2 separate regions of the Pan troglodytes genome follow, and region 2 is linked to region 1. Evidence: chromatin contacts called from public HiChIP or PLAC-seq data. All regions are on one chromosome and are shown on one strand. Each heading gives the region's core, a stretch centred on a gene start, on an enhancer-like site or on the middle of the called end of the contact. The rest is flanking DNA. Distances are from core to core; before and after follow the strand shown.

The links. HiChIP or PLAC-seq counts read pairs in DNA pulled down with a chosen protein or histone mark.
Region 2: an H3K4me3 HiChIP or PLAC-seq map of stem cell-derived excitatory neurons shows a contact between it and region 1, with 2.2 times the contacts expected there. The contact joins the promoter of CYC1 here to the promoter of SCRIB in region 1. A contact is called at or near these places in 1 of 7 Hi-C or Micro-C datasets (stem cell-derived neural progenitor cells) and 1 of 1 datasets of contacts at active chromatin or transcription factors (stem cell-derived excitatory neurons).

What each region holds. Positions count from the first base shown.
Region 1 is chr7:154,179,352-154,187,314 of NHGRI_mPanTro3-v2.0_pri, reverse strand. SCRIB (scribble planar cell polarity protein) reads left to right here and starts at 4,908. Exons shown (of 36, transcript XM_054657567.1): 1 at 4,908-5,477; 2 at 6,577-6,694; 3 at 6,799-6,877; 4 at 6,969-7,058; 5 at 7,169-7,225; 6 at 7,321-7,384; 7 at 7,591-7,665; 8 at 7,734-7,878. The coding sequence starts at 5,319. PUF60 (poly(U) binding splicing factor 60) reads left to right here. Exons shown (of 9, transcript XM_054657572.2): 3 at 2,146-2,307; 4 at 2,394-2,486; 5 at 2,604-2,817; 6 at 2,897-3,087; 7 at 3,215-3,350; 8 at 3,536-3,771; 9 at 3,863-4,305. The coding sequence ends at 4,162. MIR937 (microRNA mir-937) reads left to right here and starts at 7,653; the gene lies at 7,653-7,737.
Region 2 is chr7:154,451,999-154,459,961 of NHGRI_mPanTro3-v2.0_pri, reverse strand. It overlaps CYC1 (cytochrome c1), which reads right to left and starts at 5,184. Exons shown (of 7, transcript XM_528263.8): 1 at 4,967-5,184; 2 at 4,166-4,362; 3 at 3,945-4,071; 4 at 3,701-3,858; 5 at 3,451-3,611; 6 at 3,061-3,161; 7 at 2,670-2,963. The coding sequence starts at 5,095. The coding sequence ends at 2,859. SHARPIN (SHANK associated RH domain interactor) reads left to right here. Exons shown (of 9, transcript NM_001280415.1): 3 at 114-254; 4 at 339-480; 5 at 565-673; 6 at 753-906; 7 at 992-1,116; 8 at 1,203-1,331; 9 at 1,409-1,560. The coding sequence ends at 1,319. LOC134810695 (a long non-coding RNA gene) reads right to left here. Exons shown (of 3, transcript XR_010159343.1): 3 at 7,045-7,284.

The DNA.
Region 1 (7,963 bases), core at 3,659-6,158:
CACCTTTGCAATCGGTCAATAGAAATGCTCACTTCTTCCGGGGCTCATGTCCTTAGTCAGGGCTAGAGGGGGGCAGTGCAGCCCACGTGCTGGGGACCTTGCTCCCCTGGCCGGCCCTGCCCGCCAGCTCTGGACGAGCGCAGCAGAGCGCCAGGCGTGGTGGGGCCAGTGGTGTGGGCACCCACCCGGGACCGCCCCTGGGGAGGCCTCCATCTGCTCTGAGGGCCCACCTTAAAACTAATCGGCCAGGTAACTGCGGAGGGCAGCCGGCCAGGGCGGGTAGCTGCCAGCACCAGGCCCGTCTGCGCCCACGCCGCCTGCACGCACGGGGTGCGCCCACGGCCTCCAGCCCCGTCAGTCTCCAGGCTGCCTGGCTCTTGGGTTGGGGTCAGGCCCCTGAGGAGAGAGGGGTCCTAACTCATGGCCCCGTCAGACCCTGGAGGGAGGATGGTTGGATGGGGTGGGGGTGGGGGGACCCAAGCGAGCAAGGGAAGGGCAAGCAGGGCCTTGTGCCTGGCTGTCAGCAAGGGGCAGAGGCCATGCAGCCAGGGCGGAGGAGGCAGGGGCCACGGCTATGGCCTTGGCTGTGGTGGGCAGAGGAGTGTGGGAAGGAGGTGTCCCTCCCTTCCCCCAGAGGCAGGCTCAGGAGGAGGCCAGGTCCCATCTCGGGGGTCCTGAGGGGAAGATGTGGCCCCTTCTCTGGGAGCCTCTGTTCAGAGGGGTCATCCCTGTGTGTGGCTCCCATGGGGCAACACACGCCTTGTTCTCTCTGGGAAGCATCTGAATGGGAGCCCGGCCTGGGGGTCTGGTCAGGGAGAGAGCTCTTGGCCCGCCTGGGGGTGGGGCCCCACACTGAAAAGGAGACATGGCCCTGTCTTGGGGGAACCATGACCTGAGGGACAGGCCTGGTCTCGTGTCTGGGGAGCCTGCTGAGTGAGGGGGATGTGATTCCACCTTTGGGGGGGTCTTGCTCTGAGTGGGGAGCCTGAGGTCTGTCAGGGGGCCCAGTGTGAGGAGAACACAGTCTCGTTTTCAGGGAATGCCTGGTTTGAAGGAAGATATCTCACCTTGGGAAGTCCCTTGATGTGGAGAGATGCTTCCAGGCCCCTCTCCACGGGATGGGGAGGTTCGGCCTGCATTAGGCCAGCCGATGTCTAAAGAGGGAAACTGGTGTCTGGCCACAAGGCCTTTTGTGGAGAGGGGCAGGGCCTGGCTCCAGCTGTCTGCTTTGCCTGCCCTGGCCCACAGTCTCCCTGTGGCCCACTGCGTGTGGCTCTGGAAGTCCCCTGCCTGGCATGTCTCCTGTGAGGTGACAGGGGCGAGAACCCGTCCCTGAGGGTGTGGGGAGGTCCCTCAGCGCAATAGCCAAGCTCACAGCCAAGGCCCTGGACCGGCCAGGCCTGTCACCAGCTCTAAGGAGCCTGGGGGCTTCTCGTAGGGTCTCTGCTACCTCATGGTGCCCCCGGGGGCCAGGCCAGTGGTCTCGCCTGGGCCCGCTCTCTCGGCTGGGGGCACAGGCTCCAGGCAGCTCCTTTGTGAGGAGTTGCAGGGCACTGGGAAGGCACAGCATGAGCCCCCACCTGAGTTGGCCCAGCATGAGCAGCTGCTCCTCGTTCTCTCTTCAGGGAGCCCCCATCTGGCTCCTGAGCTCCTCCCCTGGGGTCTCTTCTGGGCAGTGGCTGCCCTGTCTTCTGACCTCCTCTCTTCTGGCCACCAAACCAGTGGGTCCCTCCAGCTTGGATGGCTCCTCCTTCCCTCTTCTGTCGTGGTCCTTGGCTGGGACAGTGGGAGGATCTCCCAGCCCAGCCTGGGATACCCAGCCCCCAGACTGGAGGGGTGGTCTGGGTGGGAGGGCACACAGCCCTGCCTCCTGACCATCTGTCGGCTTTGCTGCCGCAGTCTGCCTGGGACCTTGGCGGGCTGGGGTGCGTCCTGTCCTGCCGCTGGGCCTGGCCTTCCTTCTTTGGGTGGCGGGGTCCTGCGACCCCCACACTCTGACTGCAGGGATGGAGCCCGCACCTCCCTGTCATGTGGGGAGCCCTCCCCACAGCAGGGCTGGGTGGGTGGGCCAGGAGGGGAGTGGGCTGCCCAGCCTCCTGCCGCCCCTGACGAGCCAGCGGTTCTCTCCCCTCTGTCCTGCTGCAGATGGCGGCTCAGCGGCAGCGGGCGCTGGCCATCATGTGCCGCGTCTACGTGGGCTCTATCTACTATGAGCTGGGGGAGGACACCATCCGCCAGGCCTTTGCCCCCTTTGGCCCCATCAAGAGCATCGACATGTCCTGGGACTCCGTCACCATGAAGCACAAGGTCAGCAGGCTTGGTCTGCCCCGGCCACTTGGGGCTTGCCCCCCCCCCGGGCTCGCGCAGCCTGACAGGTGTGTCCCTGTGTCTAGGGCTTTGCCTTCGTGGAGTATGAGGTCCCCGAAGCTGCACAGCTGGCCTTGGAGCAGATGAACTCGGTGATGCTGGGGGGCAGGAACATCAAGGTGAGGCAGGGAGCCAAGGCCTCGATCCCGCAGGCGTGCAGGGCTGCCCCTCCACGGAAGCCTTTTGTGGCCGGGCCTGGGTTGACCGGTCTTTCCATCTCACCGCCTCTTCCCCAGGTGGGCAGACCCAGCAACATAGGGCAGGCCCAGCCCATCATAGACCAGTTGGCTGAGGAGGCACGGGCCTTCAACCGCATCTACGTGGCCTCTGTGCACCAGGACCTCTCAGACGATGACATCAAGAGCGTGTTTGAGGCCTTTGGCAAGATCAAGTCCTGCACACTGGCCCGGGACCCCACAACTGGCAAGCACAAGGGCTACGGCTTCATTGGTGAGCTGGGGTGGCTGAGGCGGGATGGGGGCCACCTGAGGCTGGGGCTGGCCCTGCTCACTGCTGCTCCTGCCCACAGAGTACGAGAAGGCCCAGTCGTCCCAAGATGCTGTGTCTTCCATGAACCTCTTTGACCTGGGTGGCCAGTACTTGCGGGTGGGCAAGGCTGTCACACCGCCCATGCCCCTACTCACACCAGCCACGCCTGGAGGCCTCCCACCTGCCGCTGCTGTGGCAGCTGCTGCAGCCACTGCCAAGATCACAGCTCAGGTGAGGGCCCACACAGCTGTGTCGGCTCGAGGGTGGGCGGGCTGGCCCCTGATTCCTTGGAGACTGATTCAAGGTGGTCTTGAGTAGCCAGACCAGGGACTGAGCACAGTGACCTTTTGGGTTGCAGGAAGCAGTGGCCGGAGCAGCGGTGCTGGGTACCCTGGGCACACCTGGACTGGTGTCCCCAGCATTGACCCTGGCCCAGCCCCTGGGCACTTTGCCCCAGGCTGTCATGGCTGCCCAGGCACCTGGAGTCATCACAGGTGAGTCTTAAGTGGTACCAGATCCTCTCCTCTCCTGTCCTGGCATCTCTAGGCTCGCTGCCCTCAGCTGCCTGGCCCTGGTGGTCTGGGCACAACCCTCTGAGCCCAGGGCAGGCCAGCTCTGTGCCTTTCTGGGAAGGGGGGTGGTAGGGAGTGACTGATGGACCTGGTTGGTTTTCCTGCAGGTGTGACCCCAGCCCGTCCTCCTATCCCGGTCACCATCCCCTCGGTGGGAGTGGTGAACCCCATCCTGGCCAGCCCTCCAACGCTGGGTCTCCTGGAGCCCAAGAAGGAGAAGGAAGAAGAGGAGCTGTTTCCCGAGTCAGAGCGGCCAGAGATGCTGAGCGAGCAGGAGCACATGAGCATCTCGGGCAGTAGCGCCCGCCACATGGTGATGCAGAAGCTGCTCCGCAAGCAGGAGGTAGGCAGAGGGGCAGGGTGGTGGCGGGGGGGAGGGTAGGGGGGCGGGGCCGCAGTGCTCAGCTGTCTTCCCCTCGGCCCTGCCCCCACAGTCTACAGTGATGGTTCTGCGCAACATGGTGGACCCCAAGGACATCGATGATGACCTGGAAGGGGAGGTGACAGAGGAGTGTGGCAAGTTCGGGGCCGTGAACCGCGTCATCATCTACCAAGAGAAACAAGGCGAGGAGGAGGATGCGGAAATCATTGTCAAGATCTTTGTGGAGTTTTCCATAGCCTCCGAGACTCATAAGGCCATCCAGGCCCTCAATGGCCGCTGGTTTGCTGGCCGCAAGGTGGTGGCTGAAGTGTACGACCAGGAGCGTTTTGATAACAGTGACCTCTCTGCGTGACAGTGGTCCCTCTCCCCGGACTTGCACTTGTTCCTTGTTTCCTCTGGGTTTTATAGTGATACAGTGGTGTCCCCGGGGCCAGGCGCGCTCTGCCCAGCCCAGCCTACGGTGCGGATAAAGGTGCGGATGCTGCTGGCCCTGAACGTCCATGTGTCTGCCGTCGGTCCTGTCACCGATCCTGGGCGTGTGTCCTTAGGGGGTCTAGGGCGAGGAGGCAGGGTTGGGGGGGTCTCTGGACCTGCTTCCTGTTGGCAGGAGGGGCCCGCCGTGGGCGAGACCTGGGCAGGGGGTTGGCGCCCGGGGCCCCGTCCCGCGGGTGGCGGCGGCTGGGTGGGCGGGGCTGCCTGGGGCGCCAGGCTCTCGGGCGCGGGCTCGCAGCCGTCCCCGCAGGGTGGTGCTGAGAGAAGGCTGGGCGCCGGGACACCGCGACCCGCTGGAGAGCGCGCGCTGCCAGTGCTTTTGTGCCGCAGAGCCGGCCGTCCAAGGCGGGCGGGCGGGCATAGTCGCTTCCCGGGAGGAGGCTGTGCGTTAAGATTCGTGGCCAAATGCCGCGGGGCCAGGGGCCGGGCTGAAGACCGGAGGGCGGAGGGCGCCGCCTGTCGTGGATTGCAGCTCCCAATATCCCGCGCGCGGGGCGGGCCCGGCTTCCCGGCACGCTTTGCGCGGTGCCGCTACGGGTCCTCAGAGGCGGCGGCGCGCGGGGCCTTCTGGGGGCCGCAGTCCGGGCGTGTTAGGCGGCGAGGGCCGGACTCGGCTTCCCGACGGGCTGCGCGGCGGCCGGGTGGGTGTCGGCGGGGCAGTCCGGCGGGCAGCGGCGGTTCCGGTGCGGCACAGCGGGCGGACGAGCGGGCGGGACGAGCTGAGCAGGACCAAGCGGGATGCGGAGCCGCCGCCGCCGCCGCTCCCCGCGCTTCCTAAGAGTCTGAGACCCGCCGGGCCGCGCCCCCTGCCCAGGCCCGCAGTCCGAGCGTTCCGCGCGTTCCGAGCGCGGGCCGGGCCCAGCGCCGGCCGCGGCCGCGTCCCCGTCCAGTCTCGGGCGGCCCGCCCCCTGCCTGCGCCCCCTCCCCATGCGCGGCGCCCATGCGGACTGAGCCCCGCCCCCCGGCCCCGAGCCCGCCGAGCGCCGCCGCCGGAGCCCGCGCCGCCCACCCGCACCATGCTCAAGTGCATCCCGCTGTGGCGCTGCAACCGGCACGTGGAGTCGGTGGACAAGCGGCACTGTTCGCTGCAGGCCGTGCCGGAGGAGATCTACCGCTACAGCCGCAGCCTGGAGGAGCTGCTGCTCGACGCCAACCAGCTGCGCGAGCTGCCCAAGGTGAGCGGCCGCCCGCACCTGCAGCCCAAAGGCGCGCCCCCAGCCCTTGATTCCTCCGGCGGCAGAATCTGCCCGGGCGAGCCACCGCAGCCTCCAGCCGGCCCTTCTGGTTTGCACTGGCCAGGTCCCCACCCCAGCCAGCCCCACCCTTCTCTCCCAGCCGCCCTGGCTGGCGCAGGTGGCAGCGGTCATCAGGTGCTTGCCTGGGGATAGCGATTGTCACCGAGCCTGGAGGCGGAGCCTCAGAGTGAAACCCGTGGGGATTCAGGGAGGTGGATGGGGTTAGGGTGGAACTTGGATTCAGGTGGCTGATGAGTACTAGCTTCTTGGGCCGCTCTGGAGGTGGGGTCCCGACCTCCTCTCCTTTTTTGCTGGGTGCAGGGGTGAGTGGGGGAGCCCTTTGGATGTACTCTTTGCTCTCGGATCTGTTCGCTGTCCCCCTTTCTTTGCCCTTGCTTCTCGTGGTCAGGTGCTCTCCTAAGGCTGCTACAAGAAAGGAGGCTGGAGAAAGCAGATTAAAAAGTATCTCTTTTCTGGAGATGCGGTGCTGGGTGATTAGTACCTAGGGGTTGGGTGTCCCAAAGAATGTGACCCTGTTCTGGCCGTGGCAGTGACAGCTCGGTCCTCTGTGGCCACCTGCAGGCCTCGCGCATAGCACTGTGCCTGTGGTACTGTGTTATTGTGGGGAGCGTTTACTGAGTTCTTGCTGCAGAACCAGGCCAGGCTTGTTGTCGGGATGCAGTAGCAGAGGCCAGTGTGGGCCCCTGGAGGGTGGCAGAAGTGGTTCAGGGGCTGGGTGGGCCCTGAGGTAAGACACAGAGCAGAGAATTGGGGCTTTGTCTGGTCGCCAGCAGGTGTCTTCTCAGAGTGGAGGCTGGTGTGAAGAGTAGAGGGAGGCAGCCACAGTGGGCGTGTGCACCGTGTGTTTCTTTCCTTTTTTTGCCACAAATGGGGTGTCGTGGTTAGACCCCAGGACCCGGTGTGACCTGGAGCAGACAGAGGCCTAGGGACCCTTGACTTGTGACACTCACGTGTCCAGGAGCTCTTCTCTGCTCTGGAGTGGTCTCTGCCACAGAGTCCGTGTCCTCCCTGCCCACAGCCTTTTTTCCGGCTGCTGAACTTGCGCAAGCTGGGCCTGAGCGACAACGAGATCCAGCGGTTGCCTCCCGAGGTGGCCAACTTCATGCAGCTGGTGGAGCTGGACGTGTCCCGGAACGGTGGGGAGCCTGGGCAGGGGCTGGGTGGGGTCTGGGGAGTGTCCGCTGGGGCTGCAGACGTCCTGCAGGCCATGGCATCTGTCCTCTGTGACCCTCTGTGACAGATATCCCTGAGATCCCGGAGAGCATCAAGTTCTGCAAGGCTCTGGAGATCGCGGACTTCAGTGGGAACCCCCTCTCCAGGTGGGTGGCAGCCTGTGGTGGGGTCGGTAGGGGCTATGGGTCCCACAGCCCTGGACTGGTCATCCGAGGGCCTCTGCTTCCTCCCATCCAGGCTCCCTGATGGCTTCACTCAGCTGCGCAGCCTGGCTCACCTGGCCCTGAATGATGTGTCTCTGCAGGCACTGCCCGGGGACGTGGGCAAGTGAGTGCCTTCTCAGGTGGAGCTAGGGTGGGGTGGGGGACTTGGATTGGCCCTGCCCCTGCCGCCACTGCTTTCCTTCCTCTTGCCCCAGCGCCTGGTCTCTCTTTCAGCCTCGCCAACCTGGTGACCCTGGAGCTCCGGGAGAACCTGCTCAAGTCCCTGCCAGCGTGAGTGTGACAGGCATTCTCCTAACAGCCAGGGGAGGGCCACAGCCCAGGGACCAGGGCTGCGTGGCCACACCTCCACCCTGCTTCCTCTGCAGGTCCCTGTCATTTCTGGTCAAGCTGGAACAGCTGGATCTGGGAGGCAACGATCTGGAAGTGCTGGTGCGTGGAGGCCTGACAGGGCAGAGACCGGAGGGCGGGCCACGGAAGCAAGGGCAAAGAAGGGGACAGCGAGCAGATCCGACAGCAAGGGGCACCTCGGGAGGGCAGGCGGGTGGGAGCTGGGTGTGGGGGCGTATAGTCTCTTGAGCACGGTGCAGCAGGAGGCTTTGTCTCATAGTCACTATTCTCTCTGTTCCTTCTTGCAGCCAGACACTCTGGGGGCTCTGCCCAATCTTCGGGAGCTGTGGCTTGACCGGAACCAGCTGTCAGCACTGCCCCCGGTGAGTCAGGGTGGGGCTGGCCCCCTGCTTCGTGCCCATCCGCGCTCTGACTCTCTGCCCGCCTGCAGGAGCTCGGGAACCTGCGGCGCCTGGTGTGCCTGGACGTGTCGGAAAACCGGCTGGAGGAGCTGCCTGCTGAGCTCGGCGGGCTGGTGCTGCTCACTGACCTGCTGCTGTCCCAGAACCTGCTGCGGAGGCTGCCCGATGGCATCGGTTAGTGTGCCTGGGGGTGCCTGGGTGGGGCACACAGAGCCTGGCCCTGGGAGGAGCGTGGGGCGTCGGGGCTGTGTGTGGTGTG
Region 2 (7,963 bases), core at 3,935-6,434, 270 kb before region 1:
GGCAGGGCCCTGGCATGGGCTGAGGTGAGGGAGAAGGCAAAGGTCCTGGAAAACCAAGGGCCTAGAGGCCTGGACAGAGGCCACAGCACAGCACACCCATATCTTACCTCTAGGCAGCAACAGCAACTCACCACCAGCCTTGGGCCCAGAAGCATGCCCTGTCTCCCTGCCCAGTCCCCCGGAAGCCCCCACACTCAAGGGCCCTCAACCTGAGGCAGATCTTCCTAGGAGCCCTGGCAACTTGACGGAGAGAGGTACAGGTGGGGGGAGGGGGTCGGGGGGTTCGGGGATAGCAGATGGTCCCCAGTGGTGACAGCTGTCCTTTCCTTACCCTGCAGAAGAGCTGGCAGGGAGCCTGGCCCGGGCTATTGCAGGTGGAGACGAGAAGGGGGCAGCCCAAGTGGCAGCCGTCCTGGCCCAGCATCGTGTGGCCCTGAGTGTTCAGCTTCAGGAGGCCTGCTTCCCACCTGGCCCCATCAGGTGAGGCCTGGGGCTGCTTCTTCACCTTGTCCTCGTGACCATCCCAGGTCCCCCATCCATCCCTGAACCCACATTCTGGCACAGGCTGCAGGTCACACTTGAAGACGCTGCCTCTGCCGCATCCGCCGCGTCCTCTGCACACGTTGCCCTGCAGGTCCACCCCCACCGCACCGTTGCAGCTCTCCAGGAGCAGGTGGGCACAGGGTCTGGGGAGCCCTGCCAGGGGCAGAGGAGCCTAGGTGACATCACCTGCCCTGATGCTCTGACCACAGGTGTTCTCAGAGCTCGGTTTCCCGCCAGCCGTGCAACGCTGGGTCATCGGACGGTGCCTGTGTGTGCCTGAGCGCAGCCTTGCCTCTTACGGGGTTCAGCAGGATGGGGACCCTGCTTTCCTCTACTTGCTGTCAGCTCCTCGAGAAGCCCCAGGTCAGTCCTCGATGGGGGTGGGGTGTGGGAGGTGGGGTGTGGGAGGTGGGGTGCAGCCCCACAGTCCTGAGCTCCACCCCCTCAGCCACAGGACCTAGCCCTCAGCACCCCCAGAAGATGGACGGGGAACTTGGACGCTTGTTTCCCCCATCATTGGGGCTACCCCCAGGCCCCCAGCCAGCTGCCTCCAGCCTGCCCAGTCCGCTCCAGGTGGGCACGGGACTGGGCAGGGAGGGCCAGGACAGCCATGGGCATTGGAAAGAGCAGGGAAGCAACAACTGTCTCTCTTCCCCCAGCCCAGCTGGTCCTGTCCTTCCTGCACCTTCATCAATGCCCCAGACCGCCCTGGCTGTGAGATGTGTAGCACCCAGAGGCCCTGCACTTGGGACCCCCTTGCTGCAGCTTCCACCTAGCAGCCACCAGAGGTACCAGAGGTGGCACAGGCAGGGGAGGTGGGGGGCAGGGCAGAATCCACAGGAATGACCCAGCTCCTCCCCCACAGGTTACAAGGGGAGAGTGGCCCTTCCCTCACAGGTCCAACATCTCCAGGCCCCCACTGAACTCCGGGGACCTCTACTGACTGCTTGCTGGGACAGTCAGCAGGGTTTGGGGGAAGGGCCACAAAATGAAACCATTAAAGACACTTAAGAGCCAGCAAGCGTCCCTTTCATGGTGTCTCTGCAGACCTGCCCCATCCTAGCCAGTGATACAGGGAGGCAGGCCCTCATCAGCAGGCAGGGCTCCCCAGCCAGACGCCGGCGTTACTGAAGAGTGGACCCGGACCCTGAGCCTCAGTGGTCAGGAAAGCATGGCATGGGGATCTCTTCCCAGACCCCAGAGGCCTACAGAGCCCCCCACCCAGCTGCTCACCACTGGGCTGAGGCTGCTGGGGTGTGCCACATACTGAGCTGCAGCCCCCACCACTGACCTTGTCTCCTACTGTCCACCCTGGTCCCCCAGGCCTGCACCTCTCTTGCCTGCAGGCCTATTGGTACCACCTTTCTCCCATTCAGCTCTTGCCTTCCTTGGACTATGGCCACCACTCCCCTCAGCTCTTGCAGCTAGGACACCAGCAATGAAAATGGGTGTTTTCCTTCCCTTCCTAGGGACGAGGGAAGCTCAGGAGCTGAGTCCTGCACCAGGTCACTGGGCCGGTGCTGGGTCATATCTCTGTGACCCTCCTAGATAGCATCCACTGTCTCCCTCCCTCAGCAGCATGCTCCTGTGGGAACCCAGCTGCTGCCAGCTTCTGGCCAGGACCCACCACCTAGCTACCCTGTGGACTGCTGGGAGGGGCCACTCCATGACACACATCCTGTCTGTCTACTTGACTCCTTCACCTGGCTGGGAGCCATCCCCTTCCTCTCAGCCCAGCCCAGCAATAGCCCCTGCCCTAGACCAGGCCTTTCCCCTGTTAAAATGCAGCCGAGGTTCCCTGCTGCCATCAGAATGGGGGCCAAGTGGTTCAACACCTTAACACTTGGCTGTTCATTCCAACAGGTCCCTGGGCCACATCCTGCCTGGCTAGGCCCTTTTCAGCTCTGTGCTCAGACACACCCCACCCCACCAAATGCTGACTTCCTCTAACATGCAGTTCTCCGCTTTCTGTCCCACACCCACTGTCTGGACTCCCAGCTACCAGTCAGTGCAGGGCATTGCTGGCCACACTGCATGGGACATCCTGGGAGCCTTGTGAAGGCAAGGGTCTTGGTATCAGAATTCCTTGCAAACCTGCACTCCTTCCATATAATAACTCAAATATGTACATTGAGAAAATTAATTTATTCCCATGATGGGGGCTGAAGGAGGGCCCAGAGCTAGAGCCTGGTCTCCTGCCCCCTTGCCTCTTCTTCCAGATGAAGAGAGGCTTAGCTGAGGCCTGAACAGGCCTGGGATGGCTCTTGGGCTTGAGGGCCTGTTCTGGCAGGATGGCAAGCAGACACTGGACAGGGTCACTTGGGCGGCCGATATGCCAGCTTCCGACTCTTCAGGACTGACCACTTGTGCCTCTTTATGGTGTAGACCAGGGGCACCAGCAGAGCCATCATCATCAACATCTGCAGACAAGGAAGGCTCAGAGAAGGGAGTGGGGAGGAGCCCTGCCCAGCTCCCAGCCCTTCTCTGATACCCACCATGGCCTCCCAACCCTTTTACCTTGAGCCCCATGCGTTTTCGATGGTCGTGCTCTGGCTCAGATGCCCAGCGCAGGAAGGTGCACACATCCTTGGCTATCTGGGACATGGTAGCTGGGGTGCCTGGCCAACGACAAGCAGTGAGGGCTATTCTCAGGCTCATGTCCAACCTGGGATCATGCCCCCCCTCTGTGAAGCAGACACTGCCCCTACCCAAGGCATCAAAGGGGCAGTACCCTCCACCGGACATACGCAAGACTGAAGGAGCCCAAAAGCCTCCTGAGACATGCACAGAAGATGCCCCAGACAAGAAGTGGGCAGGACCTCTTGGACCCAGGAACACAGAGAAAGCATCCCTGGGGGCAGTGGAGAAGTATTCCACATGCCCACTGCCAGGCTGGAGGCCTCTTACCATCGTCAAACTCTAAGACATCTGTGTAGATAGGAGGGGCCATGGCAATGGCCTGGCCAGGAAAGTAGGGGTTGAAGTAGAGACCTTCCCGCAGTGACACCCCGGTGGGTGGCTCGCAGTAGCCCGTGAGCAGGGAGAAGACGTAGTCCTCACCACCATGCCTAGGACCAGATCCATGGCTCCTTAGTTCCAAGCACAAGTCAGCCCTTCCCCCATCTCTCCAGCACCACCCCATGGGCAGCCCGTGTACCTAGCTCGCACGATGTAGCTGAGGTCAGGGGGCAATGCTCCGTTGTTGGCCGCTCGAGCAGCCTCACTGTTGGGGTATGGTTTTGGGAAATAGTCGAATAGCTTCCCTGGCCGCATGAACATCTCCCCATCTTCATTGGGGCCGTCTTGAACCTCCACCTGCCACCGAGAGCCTCATCACAACCCTGCCATCTCAACAGTGGGAGCCCTGAGCCCTGGGTCCCAGGCATCCCCAGACCCCACACCTCCGCAGCCAGCTCCTTAGCTTCATCCTCCGTGTAGCACACGCCCACCAGGTGGCGGTAGGCCACGAAGTCCATGCTGTGGCAGGAGGCGCACACCTGCTTATATACCTGGAAACCCCTCCGGATGCTGGAGAGAGGGAAAGGGTTAGGAAAGCTGAAGATTCCACCTTACCAGCTCCACCCAGAACCTCCCGCTGCCAGCCAGCCAGCCAGCTGCACACCTGGTGTGGTCCAAGGAAGAGAGGAGGCCACGGTGAGACCACGGATAGCTGGGGGGGTGCAGCTCCAGGTCACTGGCACTCACAGCCGAATGCAGAGCCACGGCCAGCCCCGCACCCCCTGCCGCCAGCATGCCCAGCGCTGACAGCATCACTTTCCGGCCTCGGGAAAGGCCAGACTTCGACGACAAGGCCACTGCCTGCAAGATCTCCGCTCAGCGCCTGCCAGGACACCACCCAGCCCTACCTGGGGATCTGACTCTCAGCGCCCACCTCTCCACCCAGCAATGGCCTCCTTCTGCAGGGCACCAGACGCACACCCTGTCCCACTACCCACCCCATCCCTCTCCGCCGCTGACCCCTAGACCGTGATTCGCTCTCAGGAGAGGGTGTTCCTGGATCCTGAGCCGGGGATCAGACCGAAGTGACCAAGGGTGCTGGGACAGGCCAAGGTCACAAGCAGCTGGCCGAGATCAGGCTGGGGTCACTTCAGGACGCGGGCCCAGTTTGGACAGCCAGCCGCAAGAGCCGTCCTGGGCGCGCCATTCGGGAAAGCCCCAGCCCCGCCACGGCAGCTAGCCCGTCCCGCCAACCCCCACGCTGGGGACGGGCTCTCTGCCGTTCGGAGAGGTGGGCGCCCAGCCCTGATCCCACACGCTCAAGGTCGGCAGGCAGCTGGGACCGGGGACGCTGGGTGGCCGGTACCGCTTCCGCGCTGCCCAGGCCCGCGCCCGCAGCCTCCCCGCCGTGACCTTCACGGAGATGCGGGGCCGCGCGGAGGCCGGGGCCCGGCCCAGCGCTCACCTGAGGTGTCCGTAGCGGGAGCTGCCCGGGCCGCGCGCTGCACAGCAGACCCCGGGCACGCGCGCCCGGGAGCCCCGCACCCCGCGGGCCCAACACTACCCCGCGAAGCGAAGCCGCAGCTGCCGCCATCTTGGCCTCCTCCGCGCGGCCGCCACTCCCGTCGGCCCCTGGGGCGCCACGAGAGTCAAAACCTCGCGAAAGCCGGGGAGCGCGGGGCGGGGCCGGGCTTGGGGGCGGGGCCTGTCGGGTGGGCGGGGACGAAGCGCGCTGGCCCGGGTCGCGTCAGTCAGGGGCCGGGGCACCGCCTGCCTCCCCACACTCTTTGGGTTGTCGTGGAAACTGGCGGTGGGGCGGGGCCCCGTCGCGTCTCTCTGTTGCCGTGACAGCGCCACGCTCCGCCCGGCGTTTCCCACGCCGCCTCCGAGACCCCGACGCTCCTTTTCTCCACCTTCCCAGGCTGCGCGATGGCCGGGTGGAGGGTGCCCCTGCAGGTTGAGGACCTCCAGAGAAAGGGCGGCTTGGAGGGCAGCCCGGCAGAGGGCGCGGGCAGGGGTCTCGGCCGCAGGCAGCGCGTGACAGCGGGAGGCTGGGCCCCCAGGCTGAGCACCCTGTTCTCCTTCATTCCCTTGACTCATGGCCCGACGCGTGATGCGCGCCTTGGGTCCTAGCGCTTTGGGAAGCTGAGGCGGGAGGATCGCTTGAGCCCCGGAGGTGGAGACTGCAGTGAGCCGAGATCGCCACTGCACTCCAGCCTGGGCGATATCGAGCGAGACCTCGTCTCAAAAAAGTAAGTAAATATGATCTTGTTATGTGAGAATATTTTTATTGTAAAATATTTAAAAAGTAAGCAAAGGCCGGGCGCTGTGGCTCACGCTGTAATCCCAGCACTTTGGGAGGGTGGGGCGGGCAGATCACGAGGTCAAAAGATGGAGACCATCCTGGTCAACATGGTGAAACCTTGTCTCTACTGAAAATACAAAAATTAGCCAGGCGTGGTGGCGCGCGCCTGTAGTCCCAGCTACTCTGGGAGGCTGAGGCAGGAGAATCGCTTGAACCCGGGAGGCGGAGGTTGCAGTGAGTAGAGATCGTGCCACTGCACTCCAGCCTGGATGACAGACGGAAGACTCCCTCTCAAGAAAAAAAAAAAGCAAATAAAATTTAAAAACTAGGCTGGGTGTGGTGGCTCACGCCTGTAATCCCAGCACTTTGGGAGGCCGCAGGTCACTTGAGGTCGTGAGTTTGAGACCAGCCTGACCAACATGGAGAAACCCTGTGTTATATGTAAAATGTTTATTTAGAAACAGAATGCTTGTTCCCTGGTACCATAAGGAAAGATCAGCATTCAGACAAAAAGTTCTCTCAGCAAGGCAATTTTACTTTCTGCAGAAAGGGTGCACCTCACGGATGGAAAAATGGTGAGAGCACACCTGAATAAAGGAGAGAAGCTATTTTTATCCCTTACACAGCTTGTCCCTGCTACTGTGTCCTGTCTCCATTGGCTAGAGCCAGATGGCACAATCTAAACTAAAACTCGACTGGCTAATAATTTAAAACTTTTCTAAATAGATAAAGGCAAGGGAGAACAGAGGAAAAGAGTAAGTTGCTTATGCCAAATAGGGAAGGGGCACAGGCTGTGAGCTGGAATGTGCCTGTGAGCACGTCCAGCACAAATATTTTGGTTAAGGTACAAGGACATAGAATGTACTACCTGCCTGTGAGCATGTTTAACAGCTACATAGGATAGAGCCTAAAGAATTATTAGCAAAACCAAACACCACATGTTCTCACTCATAGGTGGGAATTGAACAATGAGAACACTTGGACATGGGAAGGGGAACATCACACACCGGGGCCTGTTGTGGGGTGGGGGAGAGGGGAGGGATAGCATTAGGAGATATACCTAATGTAAATGACGAGTTAATGGGTGCAGCACACCATGGCACATGTATACATCTGTAACAAACCTGCACATTGTGCACATGTACCCTAGAACTTAAAGTATAATAAAAAAAGAAAAGAAAAGAATTATTAGCACAAAACAAGGAGGCTTGAAGGAAGTTAGTCTGTAAAAGAAACTATTATTTCTAACACTTACGATTTATTCTTTAACAAGAAGGGAAACTTTGAAGAGGAAACTTTTTACTTTCTACACACCATCTCTACTAAAAATACAAAATTAGCCAGGTGTGGTGGTGCATGCTTGTAATCCCAGCTACTCCAGAGGCTGAGGCAGGAGAAGCGCTTGAACCCAGGAGGCAGAGTTTGCGGTGAGCAGAGATCACGCCACTGCACTCCAGCCTGGCAACAAGAACGAAACTCTATCTCAAGAAAAAATAAAATAAAAAATAAAATAAAAATCCAAAATTAGTTGTCAGTGAAAATGGAGAAAGACCCCTAAAAAATGTGCCCACCCCTCACCCAATAAGAGCAAGAAAAACATAGCAAAAATGATCAGAATCAACTTTTACAGAGCTATGGAAATTAATCAAAGGCTGTCGTCATCCCAGGGGGTGTTATTCAATTAAACAGGTGACTATCAGTAAGAACAGTGGCCTTTGTGGGTTGTAGCTTTCCCTGGTTCAACCCTGCTCTCCAGCTCAGTGGTAATCTTGGAAATAAGAACCTACATTCCTAGTTACTGTGGGAGCAAGATGCCCTCATTCACACAGAACCTCCGTTATTGAACGTGTCTGATGGCTGCCTAGAAGACTCCTACCACATTGGCTCAGGGCTTGCCCAGTGCCAGCTGCCTGAGGTGATGGATAACAGTTGCCACAAACAATAGACTAAACAAAAAGCTAAAAAGGAAGAGCAAGGGAATGAGATGTCCACAGGCGCTTTGAAAAGCCCAAAACATTTTTGGGAATACAGGTCATATACACACGGAGGACTATGGATATATACTCAGGAGAGACCTGAAAAAGCCCTAAACTCTCACCTCTGGCTGACCTTGAGGCTCTATACAAAGGGAAGTCTGAGGAAGAGAAATTTAAAAAA